Regions from separate parts of the Arachis hypogaea genome. Here region 1 is linked to region 2. A link is a contact called in public Hi-C data. All regions are on one chromosome and are shown on one strand. Each heading gives the region's core, a stretch centred on a gene start, on an enhancer-like site or on the middle of the called end of the contact. The rest is flanking DNA. Distances are from core to core; before and after follow the strand shown. Region 1 has its middle 17 kb from the start of LOC112745086. Region 2 holds the start of LOC112743664 (phosphoinositide phosphatase SAC8).

Evidence for each region. A called contact is a pair of places that touch in the nucleus more often than the background predicts.
Region 1: a Hi-C map of leaf shows a contact between it and region 2, with 7 times the contacts expected there. The contact joins the enhancer-like site here to the promoter of LOC112743664 in region 2. A contact is called at or near these places in 2 of 8 Hi-C or Micro-C datasets (leaf and an unstated tissue).

Annotation. Positions count from the first base shown.
Region 1 is chr14:109,378,494-109,383,066 of arahy.Tifrunner.gnm2.J5K5, reverse strand. No RefSeq gene overlaps it. Among protein-coding and RNA genes, the nearest start is that of LOC112745086, 17 kb to the right of the region's middle. Within about 2 kb of position 2,751, at least 2 of the 3 cell types and tissues checked have open chromatin away from gene starts, as enhancers often do.
Region 2 is chr14:109,011,950-109,016,409 of arahy.Tifrunner.gnm2.J5K5, reverse strand. It overlaps LOC112743664 (phosphoinositide phosphatase SAC8), which reads left to right and starts at 3,169. Exons shown (of 20, transcript XM_025792963.2): 1 at 3,169-3,414; 2 at 3,868-3,942; 3 at 4,435-4,460. The coding sequence starts at 3,252.

The DNA.
Region 1 (4,573 bases), core at 1,502-4,001, 370 kb before region 2:
TTTATATAATAATATCTTTAACAAAATTAGTTAATATTAAAATGACTTTAACAAAATTGCAACTTTCTAAAATATCTTTAAAATAGGTGTGAAGTGTGAGCTGTTTTAGATTTTCTTTTAATATTCAAATTTTTTATTTTAAAATATCTTTAACAAAATTGCAACTTTCTAAGAAGCTATTTTGGAGTTTATAGAGAAGTTAAAAAAAATGACTTCTCTCATAATACTTCTACTTTTCATTACATTTTTTTAAAATAAGCACTTTTAGAGTTAAAAATCCAAACACAAAATAACTTATTTATAAGTTACTTTTAACAGAGTCATTTATTGTTTAAGTTATTTTATCAAAAGGAACTTGATTAAGTTAGTTACCCAAACTGGGCCTAAATCGCATTGACTTTTTACTTCTTACAGATTAACAGATAAATTTACTAACAATATAAAAGGTGTTAAATCACACATATCTCCAATGTGATTTACTAATAATAAAAACATGACATTTACATCAATAATCTTCTGATAGAGAAAATACATTATTACCTATTTTTTTGTTTAAATAAGCAAAAAAGTCTAAATATTTTCATATAAAAATTAATTTATATTTTGTAACAACTAAATTGCAATTTTTACTCCTAACAATTTCTTAATCTTTTTGAAAAATAAAAAAATTAAATAAATAAACAAAACAAATTATTCCACAATATTATTACAGAATAAATACTGATTTATGGATTATGGACTCCTGTCAAATACCATGAAAAATATATAAAAGTATTAGAGGCTATCAATTAACTATTATTAGTGTTTTTAATGGTGTGAAATTTCATCTAGTGATATAAGATTACTCAATTTTCTTTTACTGATTAAGTACTGACTAAATTTTAATAAAAATGATGACCTAGACTTTTTCAAAAATATATTCGAGATGGGTGAAATATACTAAAATCATTGACAAGATGTTGTGTCCTTTCATTAAGTGCCCTCTCTCCAATCAATTAGTAGTAGTGAAATGCATGCAAATGCAATCCATATTATATTATATTCCATTTATATAAAATCAAGTAGTACCAACAAAATAAGCCACGTATAAATTTATTCATTTTAGGAAGATTTCTAATCATGAAGATCATCGTTTAACGAATTGAGGTGTGAAGTGTGAGCTGTTTTAGATTTTCTTTTAATATTCAAATTTTTGATTTTTCATGTTCAAATAGAGTGTATTCTACATTATTTAGGATGTATTTTGATCATTATCTAAGAATAGTAAGGATAGGAACACGGAAAGACAGAAGACTTTGGTTGTTCAACACAAGAGACACAAATTTTATTCGCTTCCACCTTGCGAACAATACAAATTGAAAGAGAAAAAGAAGTGCACTGATTAATAAAATTGTCTTCCTAGTTCCTAACGTATCTTTGTTTTTTAATATATATTAAAACAATCACCATATATTTATATATAAATACATTAATTTATCGTTAACGTATATTTTTATATTTTAACATGTATTCTATACTTACACACGTAAAAACATTTAAAGGATCTCCATTACTTGGCTTAGCTAAGCTTCAAATTCGAATGCAACACCTTGTACACAAAAATTTATTACTAAATTAAAGCCTCAACTGCCATGTTATTTCTTTAAAATATAAATCTTAAAATGTCTTTTTTCATCTTAACCAAATATAATACAAAGATAATTTTTATATACATGTTTCTATTTTTCTACTATTCTAAGACAGGAAGCAAATGCAGTCTTAATTATTAATAGAAGTTACACTTCATTTAGTAGTGACAAAAAGAAATTTAAAAACGAGAAAAAAAAAAAGGTAATCTAATCGCTTCTTGTAAAAAGAATATATGGAGAGCATGAAAAGTTTTGCTTCCAGCAGCTAGAAAAGTAGCAATGCAGCAATGAACCAACCCTAGCTAATATAATAGTGAAGGCTCAAACGCAAGAGTATAACAATTTCATTGGTGAAAGGCTACCTAGGATATATCATAGCTTTAGAAAAAATTGCAATTGGGAAATCGACATTACAACATGATTATGCACACAGTGGTTACAATATGAAAATTTGAAGATCACATCTTACAACTACAAATTGACCTCCCATGAAACGACCTTAAAATTGACAATTAACAATGTGTGTAATCACAAATATCACTAAACAATCCTTAATCAACAAAACAAAATCTTATTGGGTGTTGGCCCTAAACAATGAAAGCTGAAAACGAAAATTAAGCCAATCAAAGAGTAATCATTAACTTAACCAAAAAAAGAGTAATCATTAACCAATACATATCTCCTACCAATTTTTCACTTCGACATCAAAAGTTCAAAACCATAATTGGGTATTAATGAAAAGAAAGAAAAAAGTTAAATAGTGCAAATGTAATAGAAATAGCATAGCATTTTCGTGAAAATGTCATTACGTTGTTGCTTGAAAAATACATTTGACCTAATGGCCATTTAGTCAATTTTCCTATTTTAGGTAGCTATAGTTCCGTCTATTTGGATTTGCTTCATATTTCAAAGTCTTTTTTTTTTTTTTACTTATTTCAATGTCTTTTATAGTGTAGAAATCTTTCAACTCTGTCCTTTCTATAAATGAAAACACAAAAAACAAAAATACACAATCTTTTTGACTGGGCTGAAACGATGTTTGGTTTTTGTCAGAGAAGGCAGAATGTTTAGGTCTCTCTTCTTTCTTGGTTGTCCAGTGGGCCTTGACTAAACCCATGTGGAGTCTAAAATGCAGATTGAGTTCTTGTTATAATCAAGACAAAAAGACAGGGTTCATGTTATACCTATATGCATGAGAATTCAATTTAAATTTTGTTTCTGATGTTTGTTAAAAATTTGAAAAATATATTTAATATTTAATTTTGTTCCTAAATTTTGATTAGTTTAAAATTTATCTTTGACAATTAATATTGTGTAAATCAATGACAGAAGTTAGTGACTTGGCAAATGAAAGGTCTAATGTGGCAAGTAAGTATTGATTGTGCTAAGATATTTTTTTTCAATTATTTTTTTTTATCTTTTTTTGTTAAAAATAAAATAGTGCAATGCTAGAGACTAGCAACTTTTGTGATTGGTAGCCATCAAATAGTCATCAATGATAATTTAATAGTGTGAGATTGGTGTGAGATTTCATCTAATGACTCACCTTTCTTTGCTGTTACATTCTGGCCAAAATTAAATAAAATTGCTACTCCCTAGACTTTTCTAATATAGATAGATAGATAGATAGATAGATAGATAGAGCATATTCTAAATCCTTAATGTCTAATTTGCTTCTTGTGAATTTAAGGCCATTGATGCTCCAGAAGACTTAGTTTGGTTTGTTAGAGGTAGCTAAATTTGTAACTTAACAGAAGACCTAAGATTTGATATGAACAGTACATGAAAATCATAAAGTCTTTAATATGCTCTTTGAAAGTTTCATTTATCTCTACCAATACAATTTGCTTAATCCGAAATGCCTTTTTTCTTGAAATATGTACATTCTATTTGCTAAGTATCCTACTTTGATGGCCTAACTTTAACTTAAGATTCTCTTCCATCTTCTTTTTGAAAACCTTAGCAAGCCACTAAAACTTCATCAGTTGAATCTCAAATACAAAATTATAAGAGTGATGATTGTTAACACTTTTTAACTACCAACTATCTTCGTTTTTCCATCTTCACTGCATATGTCCACCACCTAGGAACCCACCCTCTCACTTATAATGCCTTATATCCTTCAACAAGAAACTTCCTCTGGACCCTTTTACACCCTTCTTTATCATCTTCGCTAGCTATCTCTTCTAGCTCATTATTATTAACCTATTCATCATCACTTAAACAATAACTTAATCTCTCCCCAACAGTCTTCTTATTGACCATTGCAGTCATAGTTTTCTTGGTCTACTTTATTTCGTGGTGCATTTTTCAAAGAGTAATCTCAACATCAAACAATGCATCATCTCCATAAAAATTAATAAATTATCTTCACTGTTACTAAAGTAGAGATCTGAATCTACTTCATAATCTCAATCATCATCTACATCTTCATTATTCTTCTCATGATTACTTTTATCCAACACTTATCCATCACTAACATTTATGGACCCTCATTTCAACAGTTAGTTGAACACCTACCTGGGCCTCCACTTTAACAACTTGGGCCTTCAGAACATCATTTGACCTAAGATCAGCTTCTACATTCTCCCAACCAACTTTTTTATCAGCAACCTTGCTTCCATCCCCAACATCCATAGAACACATAGTATAACACGAAATTTGTCACGCTAATTAATTGTTTGGATATAGAAAAGAAAATGGAAGGAAAGAAAATGGGAGGAAAGAAAATGAGTGGAAAGAAAATAGAAGGAAAAGTAGAGTTATTTGTATGTTGTTTGGATTAAGAGAAAATGGATGGAAAGAAAATAAAGAGAAAATTTTCTTTTGTTTGGATGGAAAAAAAAGTGAGAAGAAAGAAAATCATGATAGTATAAAATTACATTAATACCCTTATATATATTATATGCAAATTATAATTTATTAATGACAAGGGGTAAATATGT
Region 2 (4,460 bases), core at 1,920-4,419:
CAACTCAGTGAGCAAATATTATATCTATAACCCACACGAGACAATACAAGTTTTACCTTGAAGGTTATATTTCTTTTCAGAGATGAAAAATTCGTATTAATTAGTTATGCAAACAAATAGATAAATAATTAAGCGAATGAACTGAAATAAGAGTTCTTATTCTAGAAGTCAAATCAAGTCGAATGTTACATACTTGGGTGGCTCCACCCCTAAGGATAGCCCTTTCCTCTAGTGTCCGTACGGTATAACAGATCCAATGTGTGGTCTACACGCACGTTAGGCTAGCAACGCCCTTACTAGTTGAGGTCTGAGTCAAATACATCTAGGTTAACGTCATAATCATCGTTAACTACGTTTTTCTAATCAGAGTCTCCAAACCAATTCAAACCAAATCACATATAACAAATCTCTAATGCTTATAACATACTACTAACTTTCACAAAAATAGAATATATAAGAATGCATATTAAAAATTTAAAGTTTAACAAAGTTAAATAAGAAAGACATGTATACTTTATAAAATATATAAATATCGTCTCGTGTATATTTGTATAAAATTATGAATTTTTTAAAAATTGATATTCATTCCAATAATTCAAAAATCACCACAATCAAATATTTTTAAATGCTAAAAATAATTATTCGATTTAAATATTGATAATAGTACACTTAAAAATAATTATAAACATAATATCCACTCACAACTTGGTTCCATAAAACCGGAAGTAACTCTGAGCGCATCAATGAGCTACCAAATGATATCCAATAACTCTATAACTCTAAAAATATAACAATAATAATAATATTTGTGAGCTACTAATGTTGTCAATTAACATAATCTTACTCAATTTGACAAAAGTCCCAAATTTTCTAACCTAATAACCCTAATTTCGGATTTAAGTATATCCACAAGTATAGGGATGGTAAAAATTGAAACTATAGCTAATTATTGAGTCAAAAAATTACCTTAAAATTTGAATAATAACCGAAACTCAAAAATTGAATGCTTTTTTTACTCATTAAGATGAAATTTCATGACTTGGGGTTGTGAGAAAATAAAATTTTTCTTTAGGTATAAGTAATATATTAAAATAGAGATGAAATAGAAGAATAAAATAAAATCTAGCGTGTTGTGGTTGAGTAAAAATTTTGGAACAAAGAAGATAGAATGGAAGAGAAGATGAAGGAAAGGAAATGTTTGAGTTCTCTCTCTTTTTTTTTTTAAGGAATGAAAAAAAATGAGAGATAAAGAGGGTTTCAGGAAGGGCAGGAAGAGAAAAGAAAAGATTTAAGGTAGCGTTTGGTGGAGAGATAGAGACGGAAAGATTGAGACTAAGAGACAAAGACTAAGAGACAGAGATTGAAATAAATCTCAGTATTCTGTTTGGTGTAAAATGGGAGACAGGAATTGAAACAAGAATGAAACTCTAATTTAATTTGCACAAAGGGTAAAATTAAAATTAATTAATTGAAATGAGAGTATTTTAAGTATAAAATGTTATTAAAGTTTCAGTCTCCATCTCTAAAAATTTTAGTCCCCTGTATCCTTACTTTTTGAAAGTACTAAAATACTGAAATTTTAGAGACAGAGACAAAAAATTTAGTACCAGTTTTTGAACCGACAAACACAATACTGAATCTCAATCTTTCAATCTCTATCTCAGTATCTCAAAACAAACGCTAATTAAGTGAGGGCATGAGCCCAGGTGCTTTTTTTTCCTTTTTTTTTTCTTCGATTATTACAATTGCGATAATATATGTAGTCTTTAACTAGTTGATTTTTACGACACATGCATGTCCTTGCATCACTATCAATAGACTAAAATCTAATAAAAAGAATAAATTATTCTCCAGAAAAAAAAAGTTTGAGAGATTTTGTAAAATATAAAAAACGTTTTTAAATATATATCTTATCTTCGATATAAAGGAGTTTCTTACTAATGTAGATAAGATACGTTAAGAAAAAAGATAATGTCTTATTTCGATAATTATTTTTTACTTATCTTGTCTATGTTAGGGACAAAATATATTTATAAGAAATTCGTTAATATTCAAAACGAAATATGAGTGTATAATCGTAAATTAATCCAGTAGTTCATGCGTGTAAATTTAATATTTATTTTATTTATCTAAAAAAAACCACGAACATAATGTTGATAGAGATTGACCAGCGCATTGCTTACTTGTAAGTTGTATCATTGTATCATTGTATGGGACGAGAGAATCCCGATATAAAGCTTCCAAGTTAAATATAGACAAAATCAGATGAGGCTAAGTTTTGTTCTTAAGTTCTTAGATTTGCCTAAAGATCCAATTGGACAAAATTACTGAAATTGGGTATTAAGGTCTTACTTGCTCATTCAACACGTGGCTTATCTAATCCAAAACATTTTAACTTTTCACTTTCCATAACAGTTATCTCATTTTATTTTATTTTATTTTATTTTATTTCTATTTTCGTACACGTTAGAGCTTCTTAAGGGTAAAATAAATTTACAAGTAAACTATCAAACTATTTTTTATTATTATTTTCTTTTAAAAGATTAATCTCCACTAAAAAAACTAATAAACAAGTGTAAAAAATGTTACTTTTACGGAGGTTACAATTAATACATACTTACTGAGTATATGTACAAAATTTTTAGTATGTATAAAAATTAAATTATAATTTATAATAAAATAAAAACATATATTTTATGATTTAATTATTTTATATCTAAATTTATATTTTAATTTATAATAATTTTTTAACTTTTAAATATAAAAATATTTTTAATAACTCTTAATAAGTACTTTTTATAGCATTCTTAAAAATTTACTCTTGAAAAATATATTAGCAACACCCATATTTTATAAAATATTTGATTTATACTTATATTAATTTATGACCATGTGGTTTTTAATTATTGAAAGTATATGATAACAAAAATATTATTTATATATTAAAATTAATCATTAAAATTAATTATTATTTATTTTTATGTAAATATATGTATAATTTATTTTATTTTTAATATATATTTATATTTTAATATGTATTTTAAGTTGATTTTAGTAATTGACGTAGCATGATTGATATGGTAATTATCACCAATTACAAATAAGTTGGTAGCGTTACGTGTAACTTTCTCAAAATTAAATCCTTTAGGTTTTAATGATTGGCCAAATGAAATTATAAATACCTTAAATTGCGTTTTCTGGATTGTTAATTAAACATCGTTCTTTGTTTTCTCTCAGCCCCCTTTGAAAAAATGGACATTGAACCCTCTTTGGTGGGTTCAGCTGAGAGATTCAAGCTAGATCATGAACTCGAATTGCACGAATTCGAGGACAAGTTTGTCATCAAATCCCTTCAATCGCCCAATCAAGGCTTCTGGATTAGCCGCCGCGATGGGAACATCAATTTCCTTGATGGTATTAATCTCTCTCTTTTTATCTTTGTTTCTTTTTTTTTTTTTCTGAACAATTTTTAATGTTTAGTTTCGCTGTTGCGTAATTGGTTGTGAAGAAAATGCAGGAAATATTCTGTGACGGTTGTTTTTTTTTTTTTTTTCTTGATTTATTTTGAATTAGAAACAAACGAGTTCATTTCATTGCAGAGCATAGTGTTGTTGGTTGTTATCATGTAAAGAAGGAAAATATCTTGTCTGATATTATTCAATGGAATATCCCAATTTTCACATTTATGAACATTTTAGTTATAGGCAGAAGTTACTTCTTCTTGAGTTCTGAGGTTTGGTTTCGTTCGCTTTTGATTGCTTATGTATTTCAGCTACGGTTATGCCAACTCTATAGGCATTTTTGAAGTTAACCATTTCATCTTAATTTCATTTCATTTTGATTGAATAAAATAAAATGAAATTGCAGATGAGACATGCTCTGGAAGTCCTTCAAGGACATCAACAATTTATGGTGTGGTGGGAACAATAAGACTTGTTGTAGGTAAGTACAATATGCTTTTATCTTTAGTTGCTTATATACTTTCTCTTGTCACGGTCACTTTTTTGTATATCTTTGGATTATCTAGATACGTTAATGCAAGGAAGTAACGGATAAAAGGGGATGGATAGGCTATATACTTGCAATTGAATTTATTTGTTACAGTTGTTCATTCATATATTTGCATGTGACCATGCTTGATTTGCTGCTATTAACATGTAATTTTGTCCTGATCCTCCTTGAGGATCTTTGTCCACCTTGAATGTTTTCGGTGAAAAAAAAAAATGGTATTCTTTATACATACAACTATACAACATAGTCAATCAGTCATGCATGTTTTGACCATTGATATCAATAACAATGATGAGATAATCATAATAATTGAGATGAACTAATTTTCATTTAATTCTATTTGTTTTTCTGAAGTAACCAAACTACCCTATCACCATTACTTGCTTAACTCAATGAGACTCAATAATGTGTGTCTTGGTGTAGGAACGTATGTTGTTGTAATAACCTCT